Regions from separate parts of the Mus musculus genome. Here regions 2 and 3 are each linked to region 1. Evidence: chromatin contacts called from public HiChIP or PLAC-seq and promoter capture Hi-C data. All regions are on one chromosome and are shown on one strand. Each heading gives the region's core, a stretch centred on a gene start, on an enhancer-like site or on the middle of the called end of the contact. The rest is flanking DNA. Distances are from core to core; before and after follow the strand shown. Region 1 holds the start of Xkr5 (X-linked Kx blood group related 5). Region 2 overlaps Mcph1 (microcephaly, primary autosomal recessive 1). Region 3 overlaps Mcph1 (microcephaly, primary autosomal recessive 1).

Region 1 (3,552 bases), core at 652-3,151:
GTCTTGTTTGATGAAGTTCCAGCAGAGGTTCTGGCTCCTGATCAACTGAGTCTTTCCATATGGCCCCACTCAGTATGCCCTGCCTCTTATCCCTAGGAACTGTGATCTTTCTTAAGTCTGTTCTATCCAACAGATCATTTAACTAAAACAAAACAAAACAAAACAAAACAAAACAAAACAAAACATAACCAAACCAAACCAAACCTCAAAGGAACCCAGGTCTCAACATAACCAGCACAGCATCCTTACCATTAGCAAGGAGCCCACAGGGCCTGCTAGCGATAAGACAGGCATAGTGGTAGTGGTATGTCTGTGGGGTTACACCGCATATGTGCTAAGTACCTGGGGGACCCAACAACCAGGAGTGACCTGGAGTCACCACACGGTTACAGCCAACCAGGGCTGCATGTGCTGGACTTCAGTCATAGCTGGTTCTGTGTGAGGCTGGCTTTGGATTTTCTTTTGTTTTGTGTTTCTAAGGACTGAACTCAGGGCAGTTCCTGTGCTAGGTAAGGCCTCTGCTATCCCCGAGTCCACTTTTCTGTTTATTTAGAGACAATGTTCTGCTAAGTTGCACAGGCTAGCTTTAAACTCTTTCTGCAGCCTAGTTAGGTTTAGAACTCACCACGTTCATCCACCCCCAACCTCTTCATTGGCTTGGATTATACGCCTATGCCATCAGACCAGGCTCCACCTATATAACCTCGGATGTCAGCGAGAAGCTGTGTTGGTATTACTGATTACTGAGGGGGATTGTGGAGGGTACTCAGGGACCCTTTCACACTACCGTTGTCCTGAGTTTTCTAGGATTACCAAGGAATGTAGATCAGTAGGCACAAACCTCACTGCTTGGAGGCAGAGCCGGGAACCCATCAGCTATGGGAAGAGAATAGCCACTATTCCTTTCTCAGTCCCAGGTTATGTTCAGTGCACTGACAAGCTTCCTGCTAAACATCCATTCTTTTCCTGTTGGAAAGCTAGGGGACTAGGCCACTATGGGCAACAGTGTACTTCCTAGTCTCTTAGGGCCTAAACTAGCGCCCTTTGGGATTCTGAGTGGGTGTTGGGGACGGGAATCTGCAGGGATTATTCTGTAAATCAGAGGTAAATTTCAGAGATACCATGTCCAAGAAGGGACGCGGAACCTTGTTGGATCCGGATGGTGGAGTTTCCCCAGGGACCGGGCCTTGTAGGAGAGTGGCAGAAGTGGGCGGAGGCACTCTATGCCAGCACTGAAAGGGTTACAAATTCAAACGCGAAAGGCGCGAAAACTATGGCCATCTTGCTTCATCTCCGCTACCCACAGGACCCTTGTCTTCAGTAAACCAGCGTTCTGCTGTGTCACAATCTCGAAAGGGTAACCAGTGTCCTTTGGGATCCCACCCCTCCACCTCTCCCAGCTCTTGGATCGCATGCCACCCCAGCCCGGAGCCCGGGTGTCCAGGGAGCCAGGGCGCCTCACCAAGTGCTGGCGCTCCAAAGTAGCCTCCTCACGCAGCTCTTTGCAGAGCACCAGCGAGAGGAGAGAGAAGGGACTCAGGGCTCCGGGTTTGGAGTATGGGGAGGATCCATGCATGGAGGGATGTCTAACTGGATGGAGGAAATCATGCATGGTGAGGGGATCACACAGGGAGTGCTCTGCAGGCTAGGACGGGAGATCATCGTGCGTGCACCGGCGCAGTGTTCGCCGCTTGCCTGCCTGCCGGAGGAGGAGGAGGCACAGCGGTGGTAGATGTGCCCCGCACACTGGGTTGGAGTAGGGTATTGGAGGGGTGAGCACTCGCGGGCTGCGCCTCACTCACGCGCGCTTTGCTCGGCCGCCTGCAGCAGGGCAGAGAGCCCCAGGAGCCCCGCGTGCATCTTCTGAGCTGCTGCTGCCTGTGCCCGCCCCTTCCCCTGCCCGGGACCGGGTTGGGGAGGCTTCCGGCTTGGGGCCCCAAGACAGGAGGCTTTTCTTCCCAGTCAGTTACCAAGTTGCTAGTAGGGTTGGGGTGAAGGCGGGGACAGGGGGCAGGAGGAACCGACAGGTTCTTAGGGGGCAGTCTCGCGGTCTGTGTCAGATTTGCATGCTGTCCCAGCCTCCTAACGGCTGTAAGACACAATGGGTTTGTTCTGAAGCGAAATGGGTTAGTCACTGGGTGGTCATAGTCAGCGGGTTTGCTCAAAACAGAGTCCACTTAACTACTAGTCAGAGTGGTGTATGTGTGTATGTGTATCATGGGAGGAGGAATTTGAAAAGCTGATTGGGACTTTTGAAAAATTTCAGTTGTGTGTCCAGAAAAGGGAAAGGAAACACGCCTAAAATGGCATCTGAGCCTTTAATAGCCGCTTTGCTTTCAGACCTTTCTCCCAGGTATCCTTGAGGGGTTAATCCAGATCCCCCAAAGCCAGAAGTAAACCTTCCCACGGAAAGTCTTTCTGGGAGATGGGAAAGCATCACCCTGACATTTGTTTCGATGTAGAGGTTACACAGGACTGTGGACGTGGGGACAAAGATTGTTCTGAATCGTCCATGCCCAGCGGAAAAATGTTTTATAACCCTTGAGCAGGCGTGGCAGGAAATTACTAAGTAGAGGTCAGGCCTACAGCGATTCTGCCCCATAGAATTCTTGCGAAGGAATAAGAATACACAAATTAGGACTGGAAATAAATGCTGTTCATGATTAGTGATGGGTGGGGAACATTTCAATACATTTCTCAACATTTTTAGCCTTAAAACATCCCACCACACTCCCCATCCAAATTCCTAGGTGTACGGTTTGAGAAATAAAAACATATTCTATATTTCATTTGTTAAAAACAGTCCAAGGCAGGCAAGGTGGGGGATCAGGACGTTGGCTGCCTCTCTGGTCTGTCTTGTGTGCTGTGTCCAGTGTGGAGGGACATGGCCCCCCAGGTTCAGAATCCTATAAATGGAGATCGCAGAAGGGTCAGCTGGAAGACACAACTGGGGATTCCAGCTGGGATATTCTATCTGATTCTATTCTATTTGATTGGCTGTGTGGCAAAGGTGGTTGGTTCATAATCACACCTCCTGTGCCACCAGCCTCCCTTCTCTCTACCTTTCTTTTCTTCACAGCACTTATCCAGTTACGTTTCCTCCTTGGCTAATGTGTTATCTTTTACCAGTCTGCTATGGCAGGAGGTGAGGTGCCTTCATTAGACTAATGACACTGTCTCTAGACCTGACTCAGGGGAGGCTCTTGTGAGACAGACTTCCTGGAGAGACAAAACATGACAGATAAAAGCAATGGCTGCACCCTTGTCCAGCTTGGTGAACCAATGAGTATTTACTGTGGTGACTAACTGGAGTGGGGGACTCATTACTTACAAGGAGCAGGGATGTCTCAAAAGCAGCGGCAACATCAGAGAGATCACCCTGACATGGGTTTAGATTTCTCCTGCAGGCTCCACATGGCATTAGACCAGAAATGCTGGTATTCTCTATCCTTCAAGCTGACTGGGGAAATCTCGCCTGGGTAAGGTAGATGCGTTGAGAGATCCTTTATAGTCTCAAGATTCCCACTCTTGGTAAGTCCCAGGCCCTGGCTG
Region 2 (3,716 bases), core at 890-3,389, 150 kb before region 1:
TTTGTCTGCCGTGTGGGTTCTGCTGATGTGCAGTGCCTCCTTTCACTCTCTTCTTGCATACGGGCTCATTTCCCTGCAGCGTCGTGTTTGTTCTGGGCAAACCTCAGTGCTGTAATTCCAACAATTCAGTCATTTTTATCTCCTGCTTTCTGTGATGGAGTCTCTATGTTAATGTTCTTTTATGGTAAAACTTGGAATTTGGGGATTATATTGAATTATCAGATTAAGTAGAAAAAGGCTTTCTTTCAGTGGGTTGTTTGTTTTGTTTTGTTTTCTGACTCTATAAAATGATCCGGTCAGAAATCCATGTGAAAAACTGGGGTCTAAAGAGCTCTTACAACCTGGGTGAAAATACGGCTGAATGACTTTATAGACCAGGTACAGAGAGCAGCAGATTGTCATCTGTGCATCAAAACCCAGGTACAGTGAAACAAAGCGTCAACCCGGTGTGAACACATAAAGAAGACAATAGCTTTTACATGGCAAAAGCTCATACAAGACAAAGGGCAAAAGACATAGCATCCTGCAGCGCGCATTGCAGGGAAGGTATGAAGCATGGGGCCTACTGCAACATTGCAGACAGCCCATCCTGACAAGAGTTGTCTTGATATACAGTGCTGTGGGTGTAGTTAGTGTGCTTCCCTCTTCTGACGTCCCCCAGGGAACCCCTCTCCAGCTCACACTCTTATATGGAAGCATATCTATACAGGAAGGCAGCAGTGACATTCTGGAACAGTTCCTTAAGCCAAAACTAAGATGAGCTTTTCTATTTCTTCTACTGCCCATTTATTTTCTATTTTTTATTTCTAGAATGAACCAGTCTTTCTCCTCCCTTGTTCCACTCAGCCACCATAGAGGTCCATCTTCCAATAGGCTTCCCTCTTCAAGGCCCTTCAGATATTATTGTCTAACTGATTATATAGCTGTCTCATGGGAGATGGCCTGTAATCATTGTAATTAAGCTTGTCACCACCAGGCAGCCGTGTTCCTTTTCTGTTTTTGTAGTAAGACAGTTATGTGTAGTAAGCATCTTAGTATTGACAAATGATAGTGTATTAGTCACAATTTTTGTTCTTGTGACAAAATTCCTGAGAAAAATGACACAAGAGGAAGGATATGTTGTGGCCCAATGCATGGTTGGCTGGTTCTACTGTCTTGGGGGCATAGGCAGACAGAACCTCAAGATTGGGGGGTTGTACACAGCAGAGCTTATACAGCTTATAGCAGCTATGAAACTTAGGGAGTGAGAAGAAAGAGCCAGGGCAGGACCCAAACAAAGGACTCAGCCACCCACTTCTGCTTGGCTTTACCCCTAAAGTTTCCAGCACTTCCCAAAGTAGCCATGCCAGCTGGGGACTGAGCTTTCAACATAAGTCTGTGGAACATTACACATCCCACTACTCTGACCAGCTGACTAGCTCACCAGCTTTCCCTGGGACCAGATAGTTTCATAAAGCAATGAAGCTTCAAACTGCAAGACTCTAGCATTCCCCCATTCCAACCTCATCCATTGAGCCACAAACTGGGTTTTAGGAACTGTGCCTACCTTTGTATTCATCATGGAATCCCTAGCGGGTAGACAGCCTGGCACAGTCTAGATATCATAATTAATATAATTAAAATTAAATATTTATAATCTGCCTTCTAACAGTGGGTATTGAAGTAGCTCACTGAGATTAGAGCTCAGGTATCGTTAAAGACAGCTGTCCCAGCTCCGTCCAACAGAATATCTGCCCTGGTAGGAATGTCCTCACTGTGATACAACCTAATAGGACAAGGGACTGTCAACTGGATTAATCAGGGGCCGGTGTGACTGGTATTACTTTGTTTTACTTTATTTCATTTTATTTTTAAAATCGAGAGTACTATAAGAACAACTGAGACTATGGAGAGCTCTGAAACATTTAAGATGTTTAAACTATCATCTTGTGAAGCATACAATAAAGGATCATAACAGAGCAGTGGTGGTGCACACCTTTAATCCCAGCACTTGGGAGGAGAGGCAGGTATCCACAGGGGAGTCAGTAGAGGCAGAGTGGTAGACATTCGCAAGGTCGAATTGAGGTCAGCCCGGTCTACAAAGTGATTTCCAGGGCTATACTGACAAGGGAGGGTCGGGGGTGGGGGAAGTGGATTTCCTGTGTTGCAACTAGCTATCTTAACTGTCAAGCTGATTTTTCTTTCTCTAGATTCCATCACCCAACACAAGATCTGTGACTTTAACAACTACCAACTGCTACAGTGAGACATCTACAATGAGGCTGCTATCCTCAACACTCAAGAAGAACAACTCTGGAGAAAAGGAACCAGCAGACACCTTAGGGCTTGAAGTCACATGTCACTTTGTGTGCTATGGTTTTTATCTTCAGAGGGTATGTGGTGTGTGTGTGTGTGTGTGTGTGTGTGTGTGTGTGTGTGTGTGTGTGTGTGTGTCTAGGTGTCTAGAGATTAAATCCAAGGCTTGCTAAGTAAGCACTGTACTGTGGAACTACATCTCCAGCTTTTATCCTTAAAACTCTTTATGTAACTTATTCATGACTCATTGTATTTCAGAGAAGTCTTGACCAGCACCAGTTGGGTACTTTATACAATACTAATAATGATCATGATGGAAAGGTCACAGAACCTTTGTCCTTGAGATACTTGTTCCCAATTATAGAATGGAAGTTGATTTAAATTGCTGTAGTCCTAAACAATCAAATAGCTCCCTAACTCTTCTGACTTAGACGCTGAGATCTTTATTAGCATGTTGTGTCTAGATAGGAAGGACAATCATGCATTATTAAGATTGCAATTATGTCCCTTGAGATGCCCCTCAGAACAACTAAGGAAGACAGGTATGAACGTTTTATTCACCGACCTTGCGAATGTCTACCACTCTGCCTCTACTGACTCCCCTGAGGTTCCCTAAGGAAAGTCAGCTTCTGGGGTAGAGTTCTGTCAAAGGTGTCCAACCCATGACCCATGTATCAAACTTGTTTAAGGGTACCTAGAATGTAGCTCATATAAAATTATAAACATATTTAAAAGTATTAAGAGATTTGTGTGTACATATATTTCCCCCAACCCCAGCGGGGTTGTAACTCAATTGCACAATTCTTCCGGGTGAACTCTAGATGACCACGTTGTATTACACTGTGAAAAGGCTGGACGTGCCATCATCAGGTCAATCACTCTTCAGTGTGTCGACACGGGAGACTGGCCTGGGGCTTGCAGACCTCCTCTTGTTGGTGTCCCCAGTGTTGGGCTGTAGTCTAGTGCCACCACATGTCATGCTGCTCCGTCACCTAACAGACACTGAGTCCCAGTGAGCTTAAAAGCAGTGCTCAGCTCACTGTAGTTTTCTGTGTTACGACTCATGTCAGCTGCTGTTTCCATCTCAGGAAGCCTCAACACCACTTCCAAAACCTTGTCATCTCCGAGATAAGCAATTAAAGCGTACAGTTTGTGACTCTGGCATTGGCCTTGTTCCCTGTACAATTAATGCTCTGATGGTTCATTCATGTCATGTGTGTCAGCACGTAATTTCTTTTTGTTGCCAAACACTATCCTATGGCATGGATGCTCTACAGACTTGCTCCTCGCCCCATGAGCAGAGTGCAGGTGTAAAGCCCAGTGGGAAAGCAGTTGATGATGTCACGTTGCGTTGGGTGATAGTTGATGATGTCATGTTGTTCTGGGTGATGGTTGATGATGTCATGTGTTGCTGGATGATA
Region 3 (3,629 bases), core at 797-3,296, 220 kb before region 1:
GTAACGCCTGGAGCATGAACTTGGGGATTCAAGTTCACTGGCCTTGAACTGTGGATGAAACTGTTCTAGCTGCCTGAGGACAGTTAAAGGATTCAGTTAGGTAAATTGTAATTTAGCATTCCGAAACATGACTCTTTCCGGATCAAGCATAAAAGGCATGTGCCCTTGGAAGCCCAAGAAAGAATTCATACAGTTCCCATTAGTCTAAAAATAAATAACAAATAAAGAAATGTCTGAGTCATGCATTGCATTTGATGGAGTCCAGTGGCAGAGAGAACTTAAGCTGTACTGTGGATGGTGGCTCTGCCCGGTGCTCGGTGGAGTGAGGCCGCAGCGCTCTGAGGAAGTGATACGAGCCAGCTGGGTGGATTTAATTCTGTCTTGGGTTCCTCCAGTGCACTAAGTGTGTCATGCTTTGAGTAGCAATGTGGAAGCCTGGCTGTGCCAGGACCGAGTGGCTAGGGAGGGACTTGCCACTGTCTTTGAAGCTCTCCTGCAGGCATCTCCACGGAGAGGCAAGTTGCAGCTCAGCTCCATAGGAGCTCCTGGGCCAGCTTGTTTAAGTTTTCCATTCCTCGTTGGGAAAAGTAACATAGAGATACTGAGGAGCTTGTCATATAAATGGCAAGTTGTAGTGCTCATTTATAGTGCTTACCTAGTGTGCATGAAGCTCTGGGGTCAGTCCCTAGCACCATATAAGCTAGTTTTGGTCACCAACACCTGTACTCCTGGGACTTAGGAGGTGGAGGCAGAGGGATCAAAGGTTTGTGGACATCCTCCACTATATAATGAGTTCAAGGATAGCCTGGGCTACATGAGGCCTTGCTCTGAATGGAAGAGGAGGAGGAGGAAGAGGAGGAGGAGGAGTCAAGTTGAACAAATTAGCACAGACTCCAAAGTCCACACTAAGGCATCCTGAGTGCCTGCAGTGAGCAGACAATACCATGGAGGGGAGTTTTAAAATGCTCAAGGAAAACTCACAGCATTCAACTCTGTCTACTGTTAGAGGAGCCAGAGGCTCAGAGCCCCCCAGTTGTAATGTCTGATCGTCCTTCTGTGAAGCTGAGTTTCTGGTGGCCGCTCTTGCAGAAAGCAAGCCTGGCAGGATAGAAGATGAACTAGAACTCACTGGGGCAGTGTCCACTTTGACTCCAAAGGAACATTGTGCTGCCTATAGGCTAAATCCACTCCATTCATACTTAAGAAACAACTCCATTCAGAAGGCTGAGGCAAACTGAAGGTCAGCCTGGACTACATAACAATACTTTGTCAAAAAAAAAAAAAGTAAACAAAGGGTCATTTATTTCTTGCAGTTTGTGTGCATTTATGTGTTGAAATGACTGCTAAGTGTTTAAATCATTTGGACCTAATGTACTAGTCAATTCATTTATTAAGTATTTGTTTCAACCTAGGGGTGCTATGAAAGAAGTAATAATTACTGAGACACTCTGGATACCAGGAACTAAGAAAAGTGGAAACACATTGGCCAGAGCCTTGCCCTCTGTGGGATTTCGATTGGAGACCCAGCCCTCCTCCTCCTTCCCTGCCTCCAGTCAAGACATTGCCTTTAGTTGCTATCTGTGTGCTTGTCAGCAAACTAGAAACATGAACAGAAGTGCAGAGTGTCTAAGACCTTAGCGGGGCCTTAGAAGAGGTCTTAGACTTGAGTGTTTTTCTAGCTTGTGATGCTTTGAGGCCCTATCCCCCTTCAGGTGAGCAGCTTTCCCAAGTACCTGATGGCATGTTCTCAGAGCAGCGTGTGGTGCCGTGGGACTCCGCCTGCCCCTGGCCAGTGCATTTTGTGGTAGGCAGAAGTGCAGAAGTGGGCATTGGCTTTCAAAGGGCGATCTTGCCAACTACTGCTTGCTCATGATTTACAGTGCGCCCATCCAGTCCTCACTTGTTCTTAGGTGAACAATTCTAGGACACTCAGTTATATAGGAAAGCCACATTGACTTGAGCGCCACAGCCGTCTCTGAGGGAAAGCCTCGGCGTGCCTCTCCAGAAGCTTGTGGTGAAAGTACAAGGGACCTGAGTCATTTTCCCATAATTAGATGCAGTTCGGAGGTCTGCCCCTCTCCCCAGCCCTCTTGCCTTGCATGCAGGGCTGTTCAGTTGGAAGCTAGTGGAAAATTCCTGTGCCCTTTCACCCTGCTGCCACAAGTTATAAAAAGCGTGCCATTCAGAACTGATTTTTCTCCTGCGTGCTTGGATTTTTACTCACAAAATAAAGGGGGACAGTGAGTTTTAAGAATTATATTCTACTTACCAGTGAGGCTAGGGGCTGTGGTACCACTTGGGATCACAGAGCAGCTGGCCCAGTCTGCTACTTCTTTGGGGGCTCATTAATGATATCACTGAGGCCATCTAAGTGGACCTCTTTTTTCAGAGCCACAATGACATTAGCCCCACAGTTCACTCAGAGTTTGCCCTGCTTGGCGTACTTTGTGGGAATGAGGGGCAAACACAGAAGACTGCAGTAGTAGAGTTTGGTTTTTGTTTTTTTCGTATTGTTAGATCTGTTTGTCTTAATCAAAATATGACTCATCCTGCCCCATTTTCAAGCCAAAGCTCACTGCGGTTATCCTGTGACTTGGCCTAAATCCCCATGATCTGCTTTAATTTGATCTCGACAGTTTCCTTCGGCTGTAGGAATTCAGTGTCAAGTTTACAAAGTGTGGGTGCCAGCTTTAATGTTGCATCTCTGTCACTTACTGAGTCCCCTGGTAGAAGGACCTGCCCTGGGGTTTTACTGCTTGTTGGGATCCACATTCTGAGTGTTTCGTTCCTCTGAATCTTGGCCCCCACCTGGGGTGACGTTCAAGGCCAAAGTTAGAGCTGAAGTGGAGAATTTGCTCCCAGTGCTTTGCTTCTGTTCCAGTATTTTCCAGCTGCGAGGTGCAGACCAACCAAGATCTTTCCCCATTCCTCAATCCTTCAGCCCCCAGCCTCTTTGATGACTCACATTGCCTTAGAGGGCAAAGTCCCTACTAAGGCAACAGCTGCCTTGGAAATACAATGGAAAAGCAGAAGTGAGGACCCGAATCCTCCCTACCCTTTATCCCCAGCAGCCAGGAGCCCCACGTGGGCCAGTTTCAGCCAAGGAACTCTGTTCTCCTGGTACCTTCCCTGCATGTCGAGTAGTCCTGGTAACTGCCCTGGCAGCAGGGGACAGCCGGCTCTCAGAGAGAAGTTCTGAGCCGTGTGAGCTGTGTGTAGTGAGCACACCTCACCTGTTGGAGGGCAGTGCTATCCAGGAAGACCTACGAAAGGAAGAAAGCTCTCAGAGTTCACAGGAGCAAGCTCTAGTTTGGGAAACTTGTATATGCCAGTCTTTCCCTACGCCTTGATGATGGGAAAGGTTGAAAACAGCGGCAAGGTAGCAACATCAGGCCTGAGTGAGAAGCTAGTGGACAGTCGAGCCCGTCCTTCCTCCCCCATCTCACTTTCCCATCACTCGGGCCTTCTGTTGTCTCCGTTCTAACCCTGACCATAACCTTGGGGAGATTCATTACGTGTTTGTCCAGGACTTCAACCCACTGAGGTGATCCCTCTCTTCAGAGCTCCCCCTTGACGCCTCCAGATTGAACAGCACGACCACCACTCAGCATGGGCCCTGAGTGGCCAAT

The links. Promoter capture Hi-C pulls out the DNA fragments that hold promoters and counts their contacts. HiChIP or PLAC-seq counts read pairs in DNA pulled down with a chosen protein or histone mark.
Region 2: a contact with region 1 is called in a promoter capture Hi-C map of hematopoietic stem and progenitor cells. The contact joins the enhancer-like site here to the promoter of Xkr5 in region 1. A contact is called at or near these places in 1 of 39 promoter capture datasets (hematopoietic stem and progenitor cells), 1 of 115 datasets of contacts at active chromatin or transcription factors (bone marrow-derived macrophages) and 1 of 9 other capture datasets (adipose tissue).
Region 3: an H3K4me3 HiChIP or PLAC-seq map of stem cell-derived neural progenitor cells shows a contact between it and region 1, with 2.1 times the contacts expected there. The contact joins the enhancer-like site here to the promoter of Xkr5 in region 1. A contact is called at or near these places in 4 of 39 promoter capture datasets (the C10 cell line, the SN4741 cell line and pre-B cells) and 2 of 115 datasets of contacts at active chromatin or transcription factors (embryonic stem cells and stem cell-derived neural progenitor cells).

What each region holds. Positions count from the first base shown.
Region 1 is chr8:18,949,074-18,952,625 of GRCm38.p6, forward strand. It overlaps Xkr5 (X-linked Kx blood group related 5), which reads right to left and starts at 1,902. Exons shown (of 7, transcript NM_001113350.2): 1 at 1,803-1,902. The coding sequence starts at 1,860. Gm40464 (a long non-coding RNA gene) reads left to right here and starts at 1,194. Exons shown (of 3, transcript XR_870173.3): 1 at 1,194-1,357.
Region 2 is chr8:18,799,217-18,802,932 of GRCm38.p6, forward strand. It overlaps Mcph1 (microcephaly, primary autosomal recessive 1), which reads left to right. Exons shown (of 14, transcript NM_173189.3): 14 at 2,190-3,716. The coding sequence ends at 2,245. Among named protein-coding and RNA genes, the nearest start is that of Agpat5, 45 kb to the right of the region's middle. Within about 2 kb of position 2,140, at least 16 of the 459 cell types and tissues checked have an H3K27ac peak or open chromatin away from gene starts, as enhancers often do. A contact at or near this core is called in hematopoietic stem and progenitor cells, where this site is marked.
Region 3 is chr8:18,724,550-18,728,178 of GRCm38.p6, forward strand. All of the region lies in intron 12 of Mcph1 (microcephaly, primary autosomal recessive 1), which reads left to right. The region is part of intron 1 of Angpt2 (angiopoietin 2); the gene reads right to left. Among named protein-coding and RNA genes, the nearest start is that of Angpt2, 15 kb to the right of the region's middle. Within about 2 kb of position 2,047, at least 69 of the 459 cell types and tissues checked have an H3K27ac peak or open chromatin away from gene starts, as enhancers often do. A contact at or near this core is called in the SN4741 cell line and stem cell-derived neural progenitor cells, where this site is marked.